3 separate regions of the Rattus norvegicus genome follow, and regions 1 and 3 are each linked to region 2. The links are chromatin contacts, called in public Hi-C maps. All regions are on one chromosome and are shown on one strand. The core of a region is the stretch at or near the end of the contact, and the rest is flanking DNA. Distances in the headings are between cores, read along the strand shown. Region 1 overlaps Peak1 (pseudopodium-enriched atypical kinase 1). Region 2 holds the start of Peak1 (pseudopodium-enriched atypical kinase 1). Region 3 overlaps Peak1 (pseudopodium-enriched atypical kinase 1).

Region 1 (2,811 bases), core at 269-2,768, 150 kb after region 2:
GATGCCTCCATGACACCCAGCTGTAAGGCATTTTCTCAACTAGTGATCAAGGGGGAGGACCCAGCCCCTTGTGGGTGGTGCCGTCCCTGGGCTGGTGGTCCTGGGTTCTATAAGAGAGCAGGCTGAGCAAGCCGGGGGGGAAGCAAGCCAGTAAGTAGCATCCCTCCATGGCCTCTGCATCAGCTCCTGCTTCCTGCCCTGCTTGAGTTCCAGTCCTGACTTGCTTTGCTGATGAACAGCAATGTGGAAGTGTAAGCTGAAGAAACCCTTTCCTCCCCAGCCTGCTTCCTGGTCACGATGTTTGTGCAGGAAAAGAAACCCTGACAAAGACAAGTAGTATTAATCATATTTGACTGGTGTATCCAAGTTAGACTTTCACGCTGACTGGAAACCGAGCTGCATTGCTGCACTCTTACCTAGGATGGCTACCATAGCCATGCTGTAGAACAGCTAAAGGTGAATGGGCTTCTTCTGTCATGTAATAGAACCTTAAGATATGCAAATTACACATGTTTTACTTCGTCTGTTCTTTAGTTAAGAGAACATCATAATTTAAGAGCTTGCCTATTCTTGTGGTGGCCAGGAAAGTGATACTGTTCTCATTGCCATCATCATCACCTTCATCATCGTCATCATCATTGTCATAATCCTCGTGATCATCATCCTTCAGTGAGGAAGAACCTCCTCACAGAGTTTCTATCTGTGGTCCACAGTGAGTCTGTCTTTTTTCTTTTTTTTTTCTTTTTTTTTCTTTCCGGAGCTGGGGACCGAACCCAGGGCCTTGCGCTTGCTAGGCAAGCGCTCTACCACTGAGCTAAATCCCCAACCCCGTGAGTCTGTCTTTTATCTCCTGCAAACCTCTTCCTGCAGCTTTGCTTTCACTTCCTCTCCACCCCTTTAGTCATGTACTGAAGGTTTGGCATGTCAGGTCAGCATTTCTCACTGTGGAAAAAGGAAAAGTTGGGAACAATGCTGTGGGGTATGTCACATTTTCCTTTGCTCTTTTAAATATAGATAAGTGGATCACATGTTCCATTACGAATCCTAATGAAAACCTTGCTTTATAAATTTTACTTTGGAATCATAGAGACTGGCTACCATGGGATGCCATGTGGCCTACCTCCTCAAAGTGTGTCCTTAAAGCCTGTAGACAGCAGTGAGGATTCTTGGCTCTGCCACTGTGGGAATGAGACAGATTTTATCAAGAGAGCTAATGGCCTTCGGGAGTTGAAGTATTGGGGGAGGACCTCAGCAGTCTCTTCCCATACTCCTTTATGACTTTCGGCTTTCCCTTCGGTTACCTTTAAGGAGTGTGCTGTGTATGGTGTTTAATAGACCCCCTACACAGTCCCTCTTTAAGGACAGGAACTGTGTCCCTCTTGGCGAGCTCAGTTTAATCCGAGATTGAAATCCAGGGTGAATTTTGTTGTTTTGTGTCAAATGTACTTGAAACAGTTGGGCGGGAAGCAAACTAATTATAGCCATTGTAGAGCAACAGAGAGCAAAGGGCAGCAGTAGATTCTCAAAAGCTTTCATGACTCAAGGTGAAATCAGCTACTGTGGAAAGTAGCTTTATCTCCAGCACAGAGGGGTTTCGTTCTGAAATTATGAAATGGAATTTTAATCATGGGGTCCTGGCTAGCTTCTGGGGGCAACTTCAGCCATTACATTTTCCCATCAACCACTTCACCTGGAGGATTTGCTTTAGGGTTATGAGGAATTTTCTTTGGTTTGAACCTGTGCTAGTCTCATGCTGTCAGTCTCTGTGAGTTCAAATGTGTATCAGTCCTGTTACATCTGGACACAGTTTCCTTTGAGTCATCCCAGTGATGACAAGGAGTGGACTCAAGTCCCAGCCCTAACCGAGATGCTTTTGCAGTTGATACTTGCCAGGAAGGGGAAAGTCGGTTTTCTCCAGCAGAGTGTTTTGGGGAATATCAACCACACTTAGTCAGCTTAAAACTGACCCCATGGAACTTGGCGTTTTTAAGGGGGTGCTTTTTGTTTTATTTAAGTTTTGTTTTGTCTTATTGATTTTTTGTGTGTTTTATTTGATTTTCATTTTTGTTTTGTGTTTTGGAAAGTGGGGGCAGGGGAGAGAATATCAGATTGGATAGGTAGGGACTGGGGTGGATTTGGGGAAAAGGAAAACATGATCAAAATTAGGAAAAATTTTAAATAAAAAGATTATAAAGAATATATAAGCAAATGAGCTTTTATTTTTAAGCCAAACATTGCATTTTGATACTCCTTGTCAGACCCTGTTCTGGCAAATAAGCAGAGCCCATCAGCGCAGACTGCTCTGTCTCCACATGCACACGCTTCAGGAGACAGATTTTCTTTAATGTCTCAAACGTAACTTCAGTGCCTCAAGTTTCCTGCTTGGACAGTGCCGTCATTGAGAGGGAAAGCTACAGGTACCATCAGTTGCCATTAAGGGATTCTGCAAAGGCAGGAAAGCCAGAAGATTGGGTTCCGGATGGACCTGCATTGATATAGCTTCTTTCTCTAGGGCCCGGGGTAAGTTAAAATAGTTTTGACAGCATCTTTAACTGAACATCTTTGTCTCCAAACATAATTAGTGTTTGAAAGAGAAGGCCTCAAAGTCCAGGCTCTGTGGCTTAGACAGCAGCTCCATCTGGTGCTTACTGGAGGTGTGTGCTCCTTTCGTCTCTGGGTTTTATGGCAGCATAGACACAGATGTGCACAGGCCTTCCACGGGAGCAGCAACTTTAAGATCAGCTTCTAGTGCTGACGTGAGTTAGCTGTGTTCTTGATGAATCTCGTTTGACAGTTGTGTTGATGTGATAG
Region 2 (2,725 bases), core at 88-2,587:
CAAAGTATGTAGTCTTGTAGAGAATTTTAACAAGGTGTTTTAAATTCTTTGGAGAAAGCATTAAGATAATCTTGCTGGGGAGAAAATTTTCAATTTACACACAGAAACAAAATACATAAATTCTGATCGTGGCCTGGTGATTATCATAATTTGGGGGAATAACCGAACACGTGACTTGAAAACACATTTCCAAGGCTGTAGGAACTCTCTCTGAGAATGGCACAAACCAACACCTTTTCTGGCTCTCATCAACACGGGAAGTGGCTTGGACACCCCCCAAACATCATCCTACCCCACACAGGAAGTGAGTTATAGTTCCCCCTCCCCATGACAGCATGTCTCCCTTCCCCCAACCGGAAGTGAGGCGCCCCCATTCAGTGGGCCTTAAACCAAGACAAACCAATAACAGCAGCAGCAAAAGAGGGATGATCTTCAAAGGGGAAGGACATCTCGACTGTGGCCACCCCCATGCTCGTCTTGCTTACTAACCTGCTGACGGTAGGGGCAGGCAGGGGCCTGGGGACTAATGAAAGTCCCTTGCACAGAGGACAATTCCCTCAGCCCCTCGCAATCGCCTTCACTCTTCACTCCGTCGTCTCACAGCTTGACAGAAATTCCTCCGCAGTACTTTATTTTGATGTCTTTTCTTACTCTTTACTTAATCATTTAGTCACCTCCAGATAGGTAACTTCTTTTATCGTGGTAATATTGAGAATTGTTCCGATGAGGAGAGACGTGAAATGTTATACCCGATACTTTCAGAGAAATGAAGGGATTATTTTGTCCAATGCGGCGAAGGACTACGTGACTACGCAAGGTGAGACTCACTTTCGCGAAGGTTCTTGGGAAATGTAGTTTTCATTTTCATTGCTAAGGCGCTCAAAAAATAGTGGGACTTAAATCGGTAATTATTTTATACTGAGTCTTAGAGAATAGTTATTCTGTAGTTGACGACTGGCAGACTTAAGGTGATTCGGCCCCGAAAAGGCCCAAATCTGCACTGTTCACTTCCACTGGCGTTTAATTGAACCCAAATTCCCCGTCACATGGACTCAAGGTCCCGGTCGCCCCGCCCTCTAGTCTTGGCTCCACCCCTTAGCCAATCAGACCTTCTCTAGGTCCTGTTCTCCGGATATTGGCACTCAGAGAGGCGTGGCCTCTTGTCAACTCCTCCCATGGGGCTGAGAGGAGAGCTCGGAGACGGCGGAGGTTTGGTGAGAGCGCGCGCGCGCGTTCTCAAGAAGTGAAGCGGCAAGAGTGCGCGCGACGGGGCGGCGTGCAGGGTTGGGAGGAGCAAGCGGACTGGTGGGCTGGGCGGACGGAGCGGCCGGGAGCGCGCTGTGGACTCCGCGGCCGCGAGTAGTTAGTTAGTTGTGTCAGTTGCTCGGTGGAGGCGTCCGCGGTCACCAGAAAGGGGACGGGACAGGCGGCAATGGTGAATATCGTGACGGCGTGTGCTCCCCTCAGGTAACGGGGGCAGGGTTGCCCACGTACCCTAGGTCCCTTTCCCACGCGCGCTGGCTTATGGGGCCAGGGTCGCCGAGAGGTGAGGACGCGGACCTAGGGGACTCCGGACTGGGTGGCGCCGCAGGGGCTCGGCAGCCGGTGCGTCTTGCGGGGCGCGGGCTGCAGCGCCCCGGCCACCCACGCGCCCCGCGGGCGCCGCGAGCCCTCTCATGCCCCCCGCCGGCCCAGGCCTCGTTACCCTGGATTGCGATGGTCCCGGTAGCGCGGCGCCCCCCAGAGGAGGGAAAGTTGGAACCTGGCGGCTAGGGACTTCCCGGGGCTGGGCTGGGAGGCTCCAGAGGAAAGTGAAGCCTTAGAGGAGCCTGGGGACGCGGAGGCTGGGGCAGGAAGGGTTTCTTCTGCTAGTCTGTGTAGTCGCCTCACTCCCAGACCTGGGAGGATCCGGCTCAGCCTTGCAGCGGCAGTCGGGACGGAACCGGTGGCTCTGTGCCTGCTCACTTCACGCTCTGGCTAGTGAGCCCCTAATGCGCGCAGGCTTCCTAGGTTGCTTAGGGGTTTGGGATTTTGAGAGGCTGGTTTAGTCATTTTTCTTTTTTTCTTTTTTTCCCTTTGCCCTTTGACTTATGGTGTCTTGCGAATTTCCTTTCTTCCTTCGAAGAGGACTTGCCATCTGAACTGGGTACAACCCCCCCCCCCCCCATCTTATGCTCCATCCGTTGGAGAGCTTGATTTTGTTCTTGGACTACATTAATGACTACTGTGAGCAATATCAAAGAATAGTCCGCCTTCCCGTCCCCCTCCCCCAGATCCCGATTTTTAAGGACCCAAATTTAGGAATCAGAGCTGTGGAATGGAGTTATTGGGTGGCTGACGTTGAAGGATAGAGATGAGTTAGAGGAAAACTATGATTTCATCTTCGTTGGCCTTACTATAGAAAACCCAGTACATTTTTCTTGCCTCTGTTGAATGTGGTAAGAGTACACTCTCAATTAAATACTTGGTGACTTACATAAAAGGCTATTTTTAGGTCATTGGATGATGTACATGAGCAGCTTTTTCACCTGAATTGGAATTGCTTGCTTTGAGTATTCTGTTTGGCGGCCTGTTGATTTGATTTTTTTTCTTTCTTCCTTTTTTTTTTTTTCAGCCACAGTGTTCTTTCTCCCTTTACCTACCTTAGCAAATTAAGTATGTAGTCAAGAGAACACATATTGCTCTCTGCAAAGTAGGGGAAAAAAAAACAACCCAAAACCCAGGA
Region 3 (2,703 bases), core at 188-2,687, 200 kb after region 2:
GAAAATTGAGTAGAATGACGAAGGACCTTGTTGTTTGGTGTGGTTCTGTTCAGTACAAAGCTGGTAAGCCTCTGGGGCAGACTCGACTCAGCAGACAGCTAGCATTGATCCAGTTTTCCTGAATCGTGTGGTCAGGTCAGTCATGAGCATTGATTACTCAGGTCTGTCTGGTATTGCCCCCTCCCTATCATTTTGCCAACTTCCATCTGTTTCATGAAAGCTGTTCGTGTACTCTAGCTGTTCTGGGCAAATAAACAATATAACCACACTGGATTCAATGTAGCTTTCTCTTGGTGTTTTGTATAGGTAAATTGAACATGTTCTGTGTGCCTTGTTCTCTGTTAGGCCCTGAGATACAAGTGTCTGTTCTTAAAGTAGACCAAAACAAATCAGCTAAGTGTAGTAAGAGAGATACCCAGGTACAGAAAAGCAGTTTAGAGTGGTTAGCACGTTCTCTCAGAAGTAACACCCGAGAAAGGCTTTGAAAGCAAAGGTAGGAATCCCTTTGACACCTAAGGGATGAAAACGGGGCCTCAGACAGAAAGGGTACGTTAGGAATGAGAGACTGGCTATAGACAAACCTACATGGTAAGAACAGATGGAGAAGGGGCAGGAAATACAGTTGTGAAGAGAGACGCTAGAGTATCTAAATAGGTAGGTAATAGAGTTTTAAAGTTGGCTCTGCTCCCTATGAAAGTTATTTTTAAGGGAATTCGTAGAAGAAGCAAGGTGTCCCGTTGGAAAGCCTTTGTGGTAGTCTAGGAAAGCAGTAATGGTAAGCAGAGATGAAGAAAGAATAATTCAAAAGATGTTGAGGAGTAAACTCAGGAGTATAAATCAGTTGGACGCAGGGAGTAAAGATGGGAAAGAAATCCAGAGTGAACTTGATGCTAGAAAACGGGAGACTAAGCCAGATAATGGAGCCATTCACCAGGAGCAGAAAAGGCCAGAATGTGAGGGTGGAAAGGGCTCAGGTTGGGTTGTACTGAATATTATGAATTCATAGGATAAGACAGCACAAATTATTCAGCCAGTGTTTACAGTGTAAGATTCAGAGACATAGCTGAGTTGTAAATGCAGGTGTGAGGTCAGCGGCGTATGTGAGGGGACAGAATGGCTTATGAATACTAGCAGTTCAAGCCACCTTGGAGACAAAGGATCAAGAGATAGTAGTAAGTGACCAGCTCCATCACACACACACACACACACACACACACACACACACACACACACACACACACAGTGTCTCTGACTCTCACCCTAAATCTAAAGGGCAGCAGGCTGGAAGGTCTTCTTTACAGATAACAGGATGTCCTGAAAGGGTCGGTATTGATAGACGTGTGCTGTCTTTTCCTTCCCAGCTGCTCATTCTGTGGCTTTGCAGTCATGGCCCCCCACAGTCTACTTTATAAAAGTTAGCTGTCTGGGTTGACATTCTTATTACAAACATAAATGCTTTATAATGACAAATTTGCCTCAAAGGTATGCAGAGCAGTTGCCACGAGCAACACATAAAATGAGCCCCTGAACTGAAATGAATGTTTGGAATTAAACTTTTCAGATTATGTGTCCAGTTCCGATGCCCTGCTGAGACCATGCTGTGTACGAATAGTGTGTTTGACCCCAGGTTTAAGAAGGTCTTGAGAGAGGATAATTTGATCCTGATTCTGGTTTTGTTCGGTCTGGTTTGGTTTTTCCAGTTCCCAACAGATAACTTGTCAGTGGTTAACGTGTCCCCATCCTGTATTTGGAAATCTTGTCAGATTGCTTCAGGATGCTGTGGTAGCAAGTGCTAAAGAAGCATCAGTCTTGCTGGCCTGCTTGGTTGATAGTGACAAGATACTGTTCCTCCCTCCCCATGAATTTTGTCAGCTCAAATACGTCCCCATTTTCTCTTCAAGCCCCTAGTTTTCAAGCACCTGTACATTATTCATGCTGGGATCAGGGGTCGTATAGAGACCAGCCAGCTGCCCTTTGTGATGGTCCCCTAACCACTCTGGAGAGTAGGGCTCAAGCAGGCCATGCTGTGAGCTGGTGAGCATGAACCCCCTGCACCCGGGGAGGACTCCTGGCCTGCTTCTGCTCTTTTCATCACGTGCTCCCTTACTGAGTGAACTCAGTGTCACTAACTCTGATGAATCAGAGACTGGACAGATGGACAGACAGAGAGACAGATAGACAGATGGACAGACCGACCATGATATATTTTTGCCACATGAGCTACCCCTTCAGCAGCTGGATTTTGTTCTGCTGCATTGTGCTGCGTGCAGCCTGGATGCTGATATTGTAGCTCCCTCTAGTGTCTCTGGGGTGCAGTCCCTCGGTTCTTCTGTTGGAGAAGATGTAGACAAACACAGAATCCGCCAAAATTGGTGGCGTTTTAAGAATCTTTCCCATACATTTGCTTGTTGTGAATGTGATCTCTTCCTCATTCTGCTGTGTTTCTGTTTCAGAGTGTGGGGGATGGGACCAGGATCCCTGTGGGAATCGTTCTTCTGAGGGCTTCTTGAGATGCCCCTGTTCAGGCCTTATAAGGAAAGAGTGTAAATTCTGTTCAAAAAAGATAAATGAAACCAAGAAGCTGAAAAGTTTACTTGGATCCCAAGTAGAGAAAATATTGGGTAAAGGAATTTAAAAAAAACTGGCATTAAGAACTTTGTCCATTTATTCTGTAAAGAGTGGTTTGTTCTCCAAAATAACTTT

What was found. Hi-C and Micro-C count contacts between places; a contact is called where the count stands out from the background.
Region 1: a Hi-C map of Schwann cells shows a contact between it and region 2, with 9 times the contacts expected there. The contact joins the enhancer-like site here to the promoter of Peak1 in region 2. A contact is called at or near these places in 4 of 12 Hi-C or Micro-C datasets (Schwann cells, frontal cortex, liver and 1 more) and 1 of 1 datasets of contacts at active chromatin or transcription factors (oligodendrocytes).
Region 3: a contact with region 2 is called in a Hi-C map of the A7r5 cell line, with 6 times the contacts expected there. The contact joins the enhancer-like site here to the promoter of Peak1 in region 2. A contact is called at or near these places in 7 of 12 Hi-C or Micro-C datasets (the A7r5 cell line, the Rat2 cell line, Schwann cells and 3 more) and 1 of 1 datasets of contacts at active chromatin or transcription factors (oligodendrocytes).

The regions. Positions count from the first base shown.
Region 1 is chr8:65,561,813-65,564,623 of GRCr8, reverse strand. The region is part of intron 3 of Peak1 (pseudopodium-enriched atypical kinase 1); the gene reads left to right. Among named protein-coding and RNA genes, the nearest start is that of Tspan3, 97 kb to the right of the region's middle. Within about 2 kb of position 1,518, at least 12 of the 93 cell types and tissues checked have an H3K27ac peak or open chromatin away from gene starts, as enhancers often do.
Region 2 is chr8:65,713,723-65,716,447 of GRCr8, reverse strand. It overlaps Peak1 (pseudopodium-enriched atypical kinase 1), which reads left to right and starts at 1,337. Exons shown (of 7, transcript NM_001108149.1): 1 at 1,337-1,467. It overlaps Hmg20a (high mobility group 20A), which reads right to left and starts at 760. Exons shown (of 10, transcript NM_001108150.1): 1 at 490-760.
Region 3 is chr8:65,511,770-65,514,472 of GRCr8, reverse strand. All of the region lies in intron 6 of Peak1 (pseudopodium-enriched atypical kinase 1), which reads left to right. Among named protein-coding and RNA genes, the nearest start is that of Tspan3, 47 kb to the right of the region's middle. Within about 2 kb of position 1,437, at least 7 of the 93 cell types and tissues checked have an H3K27ac peak or open chromatin away from gene starts, as enhancers often do. A contact at or near this core is called in the A7r5 cell line, where this site is marked.